2 separate regions of the Gossypium hirsutum genome follow, and region 1 is linked to region 2. Evidence: chromatin contacts called from public Hi-C data. All regions are on one chromosome and are shown on one strand. The core of a region is the stretch at or near the end of the contact, and the rest is flanking DNA. Distances in the headings are between cores, read along the strand shown. Region 1 holds the start of LOC107958514 (BEL1-like homeodomain protein 4). Region 2 holds the start of LOC107896896 (probable galacturonosyltransferase-like 1).

Region 1 (4,394 bases), core at 630-3,129, 340 kb after region 2:
ATTGAATATTTTCAATAATGTGTGAAGAATATTATTTAAAATTATTAATTTTAAAATTTATTATTAAAATAAAATTAAAATATTAAATAATTTATTAAAATAATTAATATTTTTAATATTAAAATAACATTCAGTAATTAGGTGTATTCAATCAAGTAATATCTAAAAAAAATATTGCTAAAAAATGAATATTTTAGCATTAATGTGTTAGAATTATATGTGAGTTTGCTTTGAAAAGAAAATCAAGTGTCACCAATTATTTTTCAATCACTTTTATTAAATATGTTTATTAATTTAGTTTAAATTTATTTCCTATTTATCATGAAATACTATTATAATTGATGCAGATTGTTTTATTTTAATTTTAATTTTTTAAAAAAATTAACATTATATTTTCTTATATAATTTAAAATTTATCATTATCATTGATAAATAACAATAATTAAAAATAAAGGTATACATTTTTAGAAACTATAAAAGGTTAATTATTGTTAAACAATTATTGTCTCCAGCTCTTCTGTTTCTCTTTTTTTCACTCTTTGGGTAATCATTGCAAATATAAAAAGCCCACACGTGTAGACCAAGAAAACTAATAAATTAAGTTACTTTGTATATTGTCAAATCTTAGCTGAAACACTAATTAGTTAAATAGCATTTTCAGATGATGGAAAATCCCTTGGTACTTATATATCTAGACAAAGTTTGAGGGAACATTGTTCATTAAATTAGGGTACCTATTATATATAATTTAAGTGTTAAAATAATTTGATATATACATCACAAATAAGATTAAGGGTTGACAAGTATTGTTTAAGAATATAGTAAAATATTTATAAAAAATAAATAAATAAATATATATATATTCAACGCTAAGAATATAATATATAGTTTTAAAATAAAATATAAGAATAAAACTGAATTTGGTAATTAATCAATAACAGTTGTATTTCCTTTCTAATATTAATCTCTATCCAAACATATATTTGATTAAAAATATAAAGATTTTTGTATTAACAGTTAATCTTAAATACGAGAAAAAGGAAAGCGAAGGCATATTACAAATTTAATGGAGCTGATGATTTTTAAATAAAAATGTAAACATAAGTAGAAAAATAAAAGACATAAGAAAAAGATTAATGAAACATGTCCATCTTGACATTGCCAAACCAGAAAGCAGTTAAGTGTGGTTTTCAGACCTTACAACCCCTATATAAAACCTAACTTGTCTTCATCGCCAGCCTTCGGCACGTGCCCTTCTATCTTATTTTTATTAAACATCTTTAATGCCATAAAAATAATTTCATTCACTAAACAATACGCCTTCCACCTATAAATTTGTTTCAATTAACCGCTAAACATTTGATTATATTGTTTTATTTATAATATCAGATATTATTATTATTATTATTATTATTATTATTTTCATACAAAAGAAAGTTGGATAATAAAAAAAATATGGCTTCCCGAAATGATATTTTTACCCTTACCAACTATTGCTGTTGATGAATATAAAATAATCAACTGGGGCAGTTTAGTCATTTTACCATATACAGGATGGTGGTAGTTTAGATGATTGAGATGACTTTGTACTAACCTTATCTTTCTTTTATTCCATAGCTTGCGTGTCAATTAAAATTATAGTAATAGTCAGACTTTTTTTTCAACCTTATTCATTTTTAATTTCTACATCTACCCAAATTATTCGGTTTTTTACATTTTATTTTTCTCCGGGTTGAATAATAAATTTATACCCGCAATCTAAAATTTGTAGTTAAGGTTATTTTTGTAAATTGAAAATATATCTAATAAACTAAAACTCAAGTCCTTGATTATGATTCATTAAACCTAATTGTGAATTTAAAGAAAAAAAAAGGAAATAATAATAATAATTAGTATAAAAATATTGGCAGCGTGAAAAGTGGTGAAGGAGAAAAGAATAGCGACCACCCTTTTGTTTCTTATTTTCTCTCACCTCTGTGTCTTTGAGGAGGCTAAGGTTATTTCTATATGTTTTGTTGTGAAAGTGAATTATCTGTTTTTCTCAGATCAGCCTCCATTTTCATTCCTTTCTTACTTCTTTTCTTTTCTCCCCTTATATTCATATAGTTTCACCAGGGGAATATTCAAGAGGTGAAAAATAATATCTAGTCACTACTGCAAGGAAGGAAAAGGAGAGAAAGAGAAAGAAAGAGACGACAGACGGAGGACTACACACATACACAGTGAGAAAGCAAATGAAAGGAAATGAAAAGAAAGGAGGGAGGGAATTGAAGAATCTTTCAATAATAACACACGGAAGGGATATGTCTAGCTATAAGAGCTTTATATCCTTTCATATGCTGCTGCAACTCTAACAAGGTCTGCCTATATATACACACACACACTCTCTCTCTCTCTCTCTCTCTCATATATAGCTGAAAATGATCAAAAGGGTTACAAAAACATCCAAAACATAATCAACATAGACTTGTTTCATCCCTTACACCAGTTTTTTTTCTTTTTTTCCTTCACTTAACTGAGAGAATTTGATCCTCTCTGTTCCTATCTTTCCTTTTTCTTTGTTCTTTTTTTTTCCCCTGATAAGAGTGATTTGTTTTTTTATGATGGGTGTTATTTGTTTCTCTATGTGGGTTACCGATTCATAATTGAAACAGCAAGAAGGTGAAGGAATTTGATAGAGGGAGAGAGGTAAATAAAGAAAAAGGATATGATGATGAAGAAGAAGATGCTGATATGGGAATAGCAACGCCACCACTCGTCGCATCAATTCTTTCTCAAGAATCTCAACCCTCTAAAAAAATTCACCATCAAATCCCAATTCAACACAAGAGCAACAATTCTACTAATTCTATGTCCCAAGATTACCATCAAGCAGCTGGCATCTTCAGCTTCTCGAATGGATTCGAGAGATCAGCCGTAAGCCACCAAGAACACCAAAAGCAGCAGCAACAGCACTTAGAACAGCAGATCCGGAGAGATAAACTAAGAGTTGAAGGCTTTGAGCCGCCACCTCCACCATTAGTAGGGATAGAAGAGGAAGAATCAACTTCTCTCCCTGTTTATGAAACCGCAGGTATGTTATCCGAAATGTTCAATTTCCCTTCGGGTGCGGCTGCTGCCGCTGCTGCCGCCACTGCCTCGGCCGAGTTACTAGACCAGCATGTACAGCCGAATTATCGAGCACACCGGCCAGTCCAAGGTAATACCAACGAGTGGTATAGCAACAGGCAAGGTGTTGTTGGGGGTTTGGGACAGTTAGGTGAATCAAAGAGTCACATTACCCGTGACAGTTTAGCTCAACAGCATCAGCAGCAGCAGCAGCTACCAAGCATTAATGCCGACTCAGCAGCTGCCATGCATCTTTTCTTGATGAATCCGCAGCAACGATCACCATCTCCTCCTCCACCTCCTCCAGCAACTTCTTCTAATACTCTTCACATGTTGCTTCCAAATCCATCTACTTCTCTTCAAGGGTTTAACGTATCAGGTCCTGGAGGGGGTTTCGGAACAAGTACTGTTCTATCTCCACCTCAATTTACTTGGGTTCCTGGTAGTGCTCATGAAGGAGGCAACAACACTGATTCCCAACTCAGCAGCCAAAATGAAATTGGAAGTGTTGTGGAAGGCCAAGGTCTTTCACTATCTTTATCATCTTCTTTGCAACACTTGGAGGCTGCTAAAGCTGAAGAATTAAGGATGGGAGACGGGGGTTTACTGTACTATAATCAAGGAGGGGGTTCGGCTGCTCAGTTTCATCAGTACAGGAATTTGGGCAGTCATCATCAGACAATGCATCTGCAAGGCGGAGTGGGACAAAACCAACAGGTTCATCATGTTGGGTTCGGATCCTCATTAGGAATGGTCAATGTATTAAGAAATTCAAAGTACGTTAAAGCAGCTCAAGAATTGTTGGAAGAATTCTGCAGTGTTGGAAGAGGCCAGTTCAAGAAGAATAAGTTCGGTAGAAACAACACAAACCCTAGTTCTGATCCTGTTAGTAGCGGATGTGCAGGTGGTGGTGGTTCTTCTTCATCAACAAAGGATCTCCCTCCTTTATCAGCGGCTGATAGAATTGAACACCAAAGAAGGAAGGTCAAACTGTTATCCATGCTTGATGAGGCATGTAATCTCTTTCTCTATTCCCCTATTTTCTCTTTCATAGTTCCACTCTCTTCTTCAACTGACTAAGACCCAATCTTTTTTTTTTTTAATTGTCCTCCGATCATTTATTTGAATACCTCCATTAATTTTCAAATCAAACATCAGCACCACAGCACAGTAACGAATAAGAATATTTTAAACAAAAAAAAAAACCAGATAGAGCAAAGCCGGCTGGTGCAATAGGGTTATACAGGATCTAGTTGGTAGAGTTTGATTATCCTTTTCACTTTGTC
Region 2 (4,241 bases), core at 236-2,735:
GTCATGTGTAGCACATGCAAAGCTTTGCCTTCGGTTTATTTATTTATTTATTAATTTATTAATTGCTTCGTGTAAACTCTATTAATGAAAGAGGGAACCATGCATGTCCCACTCACATCCTTTGTGTTAATAACTAACGGCAACTAACTCATTTGAGTACAATGGAATTCGAAAGTAGCTAGCCCATATATTGTGTTACCTACCTTTTCATATTAATCTTGTAAGCATATAATATAAATTAAGGCCAATTAGGTAAGAAGCTTTATGTTGGCCAAGAAAATCAAGTTACAAGTTTTGTGTAACTCATTTTTTCTCTAAATTGCAATAATACTTTAAAATATCAAAGATGTATGAAATAATAATCAACACTTGGAAAGGCTTATTGGATTCTTGCGAATATGACAAACGATGGCTTTCATAACATTATATTATATGATACAGGAAAAAGGGAGATATTATTATGGAACATGGTGAATATGGGCATGTAATTTTCAAAAAAGAATAAAATAGAAGTGGACGGTTTTAGTAATTATGGGAAGTCGGAGCCCATGTTAGGTCACATACTCGTGACAGAACACAAGAAGAAGTTAGATAAGGCGAGAGTGAGAGGGAAGGCAAAATGTTTAGTTAAGAGAAGCATTTCCCACCAATTTCTTGGTTTCTATGTCCCTATCTCCTAACAAAAGTGAACTTCCGTTTTGTCTTTAATAATTACCTATGACTTGCTTAGGTGGCACTCTATGGACCCACATATTGCAGCCACCTGGACTGGACGACGTTGCCTTGATAATAACTTTAGGACACCGGTAAGCTTCTGCATTTAATTTTTCACGGAATATGTGGATCAAATTAGAGACCAAAAGAATAAAATAATACTATTTTTTTTTTAATATTTTGTTTTTTTGTTACGCTGAACATGCAAATCCTTAGATTGAAGGCAAAAACTCTTGTGCTAGGGCTTTCTCTAGACGCGGATGGCTCAACTAGATCGTTGATAATACGTCGTTGTAAATTCAAGTTAACTACAATCTGCCCTTTTTGTCTATTTTTTTTTATATGGTGAAAAGGAATGAAAACCAAGAAAATTGGAGAAAGAATGTTGACATTATGGGTTCTAGATACAGTAAAAAAGCTAGTTTTAACGTATTTTCTTTCCCAACCTTACCATGTTTAATTAGGAAATCTTGAATGAAAGACATTCCATATTTTACCATAAAACGGAAACTATATCGTAATGACTTGATTTGCTACCATATTTGTACTCATTAAACCCTACTACCATATAAATCACCAACTGACTTGACTGCAATTTTTGTAATTATGTCAATCAATACAAGGAGCATTAAAGAAGAAGGTAAATATATGGTTTTAATTAATTTAATAGATTCATATGATTATTTTTAAGATTTAAAATTTAAATATATGTTGCTTCATTTTCAATATGCGATCTTTTTCTTTATAAAAAGGGAAAAAATTTTGCAACAAGCAAATGTGAAGCCGAAGACTTGAGAGTTTGAATTGTTTCAAAAACCTTTACTTTGGGTGGCTGCATCACCCCTTTTTTGGCACCGTGGGAACCAAGGATCCGTCCCCGCCCCCACTCTTAAAAGGTTAATAAACGTAGTCTAAACACTTTATAGCCCTTTCTTAATTTCCAATATCCTCTTGGATTCCCTCCAACAAAATGCCTAAACCACATGATCACCTCCACCGACACCACCTTCTTCTCCTCCTCTTCCTCCTCATCACTGCCACCAATTCTGCCCCTGCCTCCGCCACTACCACTAATTATCAAAGATTCAAAGAAGCTCCACAGTTTTACAACTCTCCCGCTTGCCCTTCCTTGGACACCAATGAAATGTGCTCCCACCAAGCTGTCCATGTTGCAATGACCCTAGACGCTGCCTACTTACGTGGGTCAATGGCTGCCATTCTCTCCGCCCTCCAGCACTCTTCTTGCCCTCAAAACATCCGCTTCCACTTCATCCCCTCCGCCACCGCCAACCACCACCACCTCCGCCTCACAATCTCCCGCTCTTTCCCTTCCCTCAAGTTCCAAATCTACCCATACGACTCCTCCAAGGTGTCAGGACTCATTTCCACCTCCATCCGCTCAGCGCTTGACTGCCCTCTCAACTATGCCCGCAACTACCTCGCCAACCTCCTCCCACCGTGTCTCAGCCGAGTCGTTTACTTAGACTCCGACCTCGTCCTCGTCGACGACATTGCTAAACTCGCCGCGACGCCGCTCGGAGACCGCTCGGTTTTAGCTGCACCGGAGTATTGCAACGCCAACTTCACTTCCTACTTCACCCCAACCTTCTGGTCAAACCCAACGTTATCTCTAACATTTGCCGGACGCAAAGCCTGTTATTTCAACACTGGGGTAATGGTGATAGATTTGCAAAGATGGCGACAAGGAGATTACACTACCAAGATTATAGAATGGATGGAGCTTCAAAAGAGAATAAGGATCTATGAGTTAGGGTCCTTGCCACCGTTTTTGCTTGTCTTTGCAGGGAATATAGCTCCTGTTGATCACCGGTGGAACCAACATGGCCTCGGAGGAGATAACTATAGAGGATTGTGTAGAAATTTGCATCCTGGTCCAGTTAGCTTACTGCATTGGAGTGGGAAAGGGAAGCCATGGGTGAGATTAGATGCAAACAGACCTTGTCCTTTGGATGCTTTATGGGCTCCGTATGATCTGCTGCAAACACCATTTGCCTTGGAGTCCTAAAATTTTGGTATCTTAATTATTTTTATATATGATTATGTTTTCATATCTAGGCCTGAGATTTTTAGTTGGATGAGGCCATAGAACATACACACAACATAGATTTGAGTGTAAAATTAAGATGTTTCTCTCTTGCAGATGGTGGCAAATGTTGGGGGGGAGGGGGGGGAGGTTTTCAATGTTCATAGACTATACAACAGAGCTTTAACAATCTTACTACAATCTACTTTTTGTTTTCTTTTCCATCTATGTAATTGAAAACAGTATATATAACAACTAAAGCTATAGATCAAGAAGAACAAATTGATTTCAAATTTTATGTTCATCTTCTCTTTTTAATTTCAATTGCTGCTTGATTGTTAAAATCATGAGGTTGTTGAAGACAATATACATGTTCAGTAATTGGTTTCCATTTTCTAACAGTGCCCAGTTTGTCTACTACCTAAATAATTCTTGCAGTTTCTAAATTTGAAGAGGAAGCTTTATCATGGGATACATAGTAATGGGTACAAATAATTTACTATTCAAACTTTTATTATTTATGGTTCTTTATTTTCTAATTTCTCTCCTTTACTTTTGGGGGTTGTTACTGTCCTGCCAAAGCTGGACATGTACCTTTCATACTTTGACTAAATTCTTGAGATTGATATTTGATGGACCAGCTAGCTTTACTTTTCCCATTTAATTACATTTTCTTTATTTTTTTTTAAATAATCTCTATTTCTACTTATAATATAAAAAAATATTAAATCTAGCTACTCCAATGGTAAAATTGCTTCAGGTTTTCACGATCATATCTATCTATTCAATTAGGTTTTTAGCATAGTTTAATCAATCGCGGTTCAATTGGTCTAAAATCTTTCTTTGGACCAATATCTTGGTGGATTTGCTGGTCCGAACAATTCAATTAAATAAATTATTTAAAATTCACTAGACTAATATGTATCAATTCAATTAGGTTTTTAGCCTAGTTCAACCAATTTATATTAGTTTGTCGTTCAATTTGTCTAAAACTTTTCTTCAAATCAATACCTCAACCAATTTTCAATCTAACTGATTTGACCGATAAATCTAATTAGATCTAAATAAATATAACAGTATCAACTGAACTAAAGTTAAATCAACAAACATTAATATTAAATAAATTTTAAAAATGATAATTCGGTGGAGTGATAAATTCTTTGTATTGTTATAAGTCTTTAGAACATATTACTTCTTCCAAATTATATAATTATTCTTTGCCTTATAAAAAATAAATATATTATATTTATGTTTAAAATTTTGACATATTTAATTATTTATATTATGATTATTATCAGGTATATTATTAGTGGGAAGAAAAAAATTCACGAAAATAATGATGTTTTCATTTATTTATTTTATAAAATTTTAAATATAACTAATGGGGCATATGTTATCACCTTTTTTGTTTAAGCGGTGGTTAAGAGTGAAAATTCTGTTGACTCCATTCAAAATCATTAAAAATCAATTCTATCGATTTTTT

Evidence for each region. A called contact is a pair of places that touch in the nucleus more often than the background predicts.
Region 1: a Hi-C map of leaf shows a contact between it and region 2, with 4 times the contacts expected there. The contact joins the promoter of LOC107958514 here to the promoter of LOC107896896 in region 2. A contact is called at or near these places in 8 of 34 Hi-C or Micro-C datasets (callus, hypocotyl and leaf).

Annotation. Positions count from the first base shown.
Region 1 is chrA11:28,804,901-28,809,294 of Gossypium_hirsutum_v2.1, forward strand. It overlaps LOC107958514 (BEL1-like homeodomain protein 4), which reads left to right and starts at 1,880. Exons shown (of 6, transcript XM_041081778.1): 1 at 1,880-1,996; 2 at 2,107-2,358; 3 at 2,655-4,119. The coding sequence starts at 2,734.
Region 2 is chrA11:28,467,463-28,471,703 of Gossypium_hirsutum_v2.1, forward strand. It overlaps LOC107896896 (probable galacturonosyltransferase-like 1), which reads left to right and starts at 1,486. Exons shown (of 1, transcript XM_041081775.1): 1 at 1,486-3,201. The coding sequence starts at 1,685. The coding sequence ends at 2,740.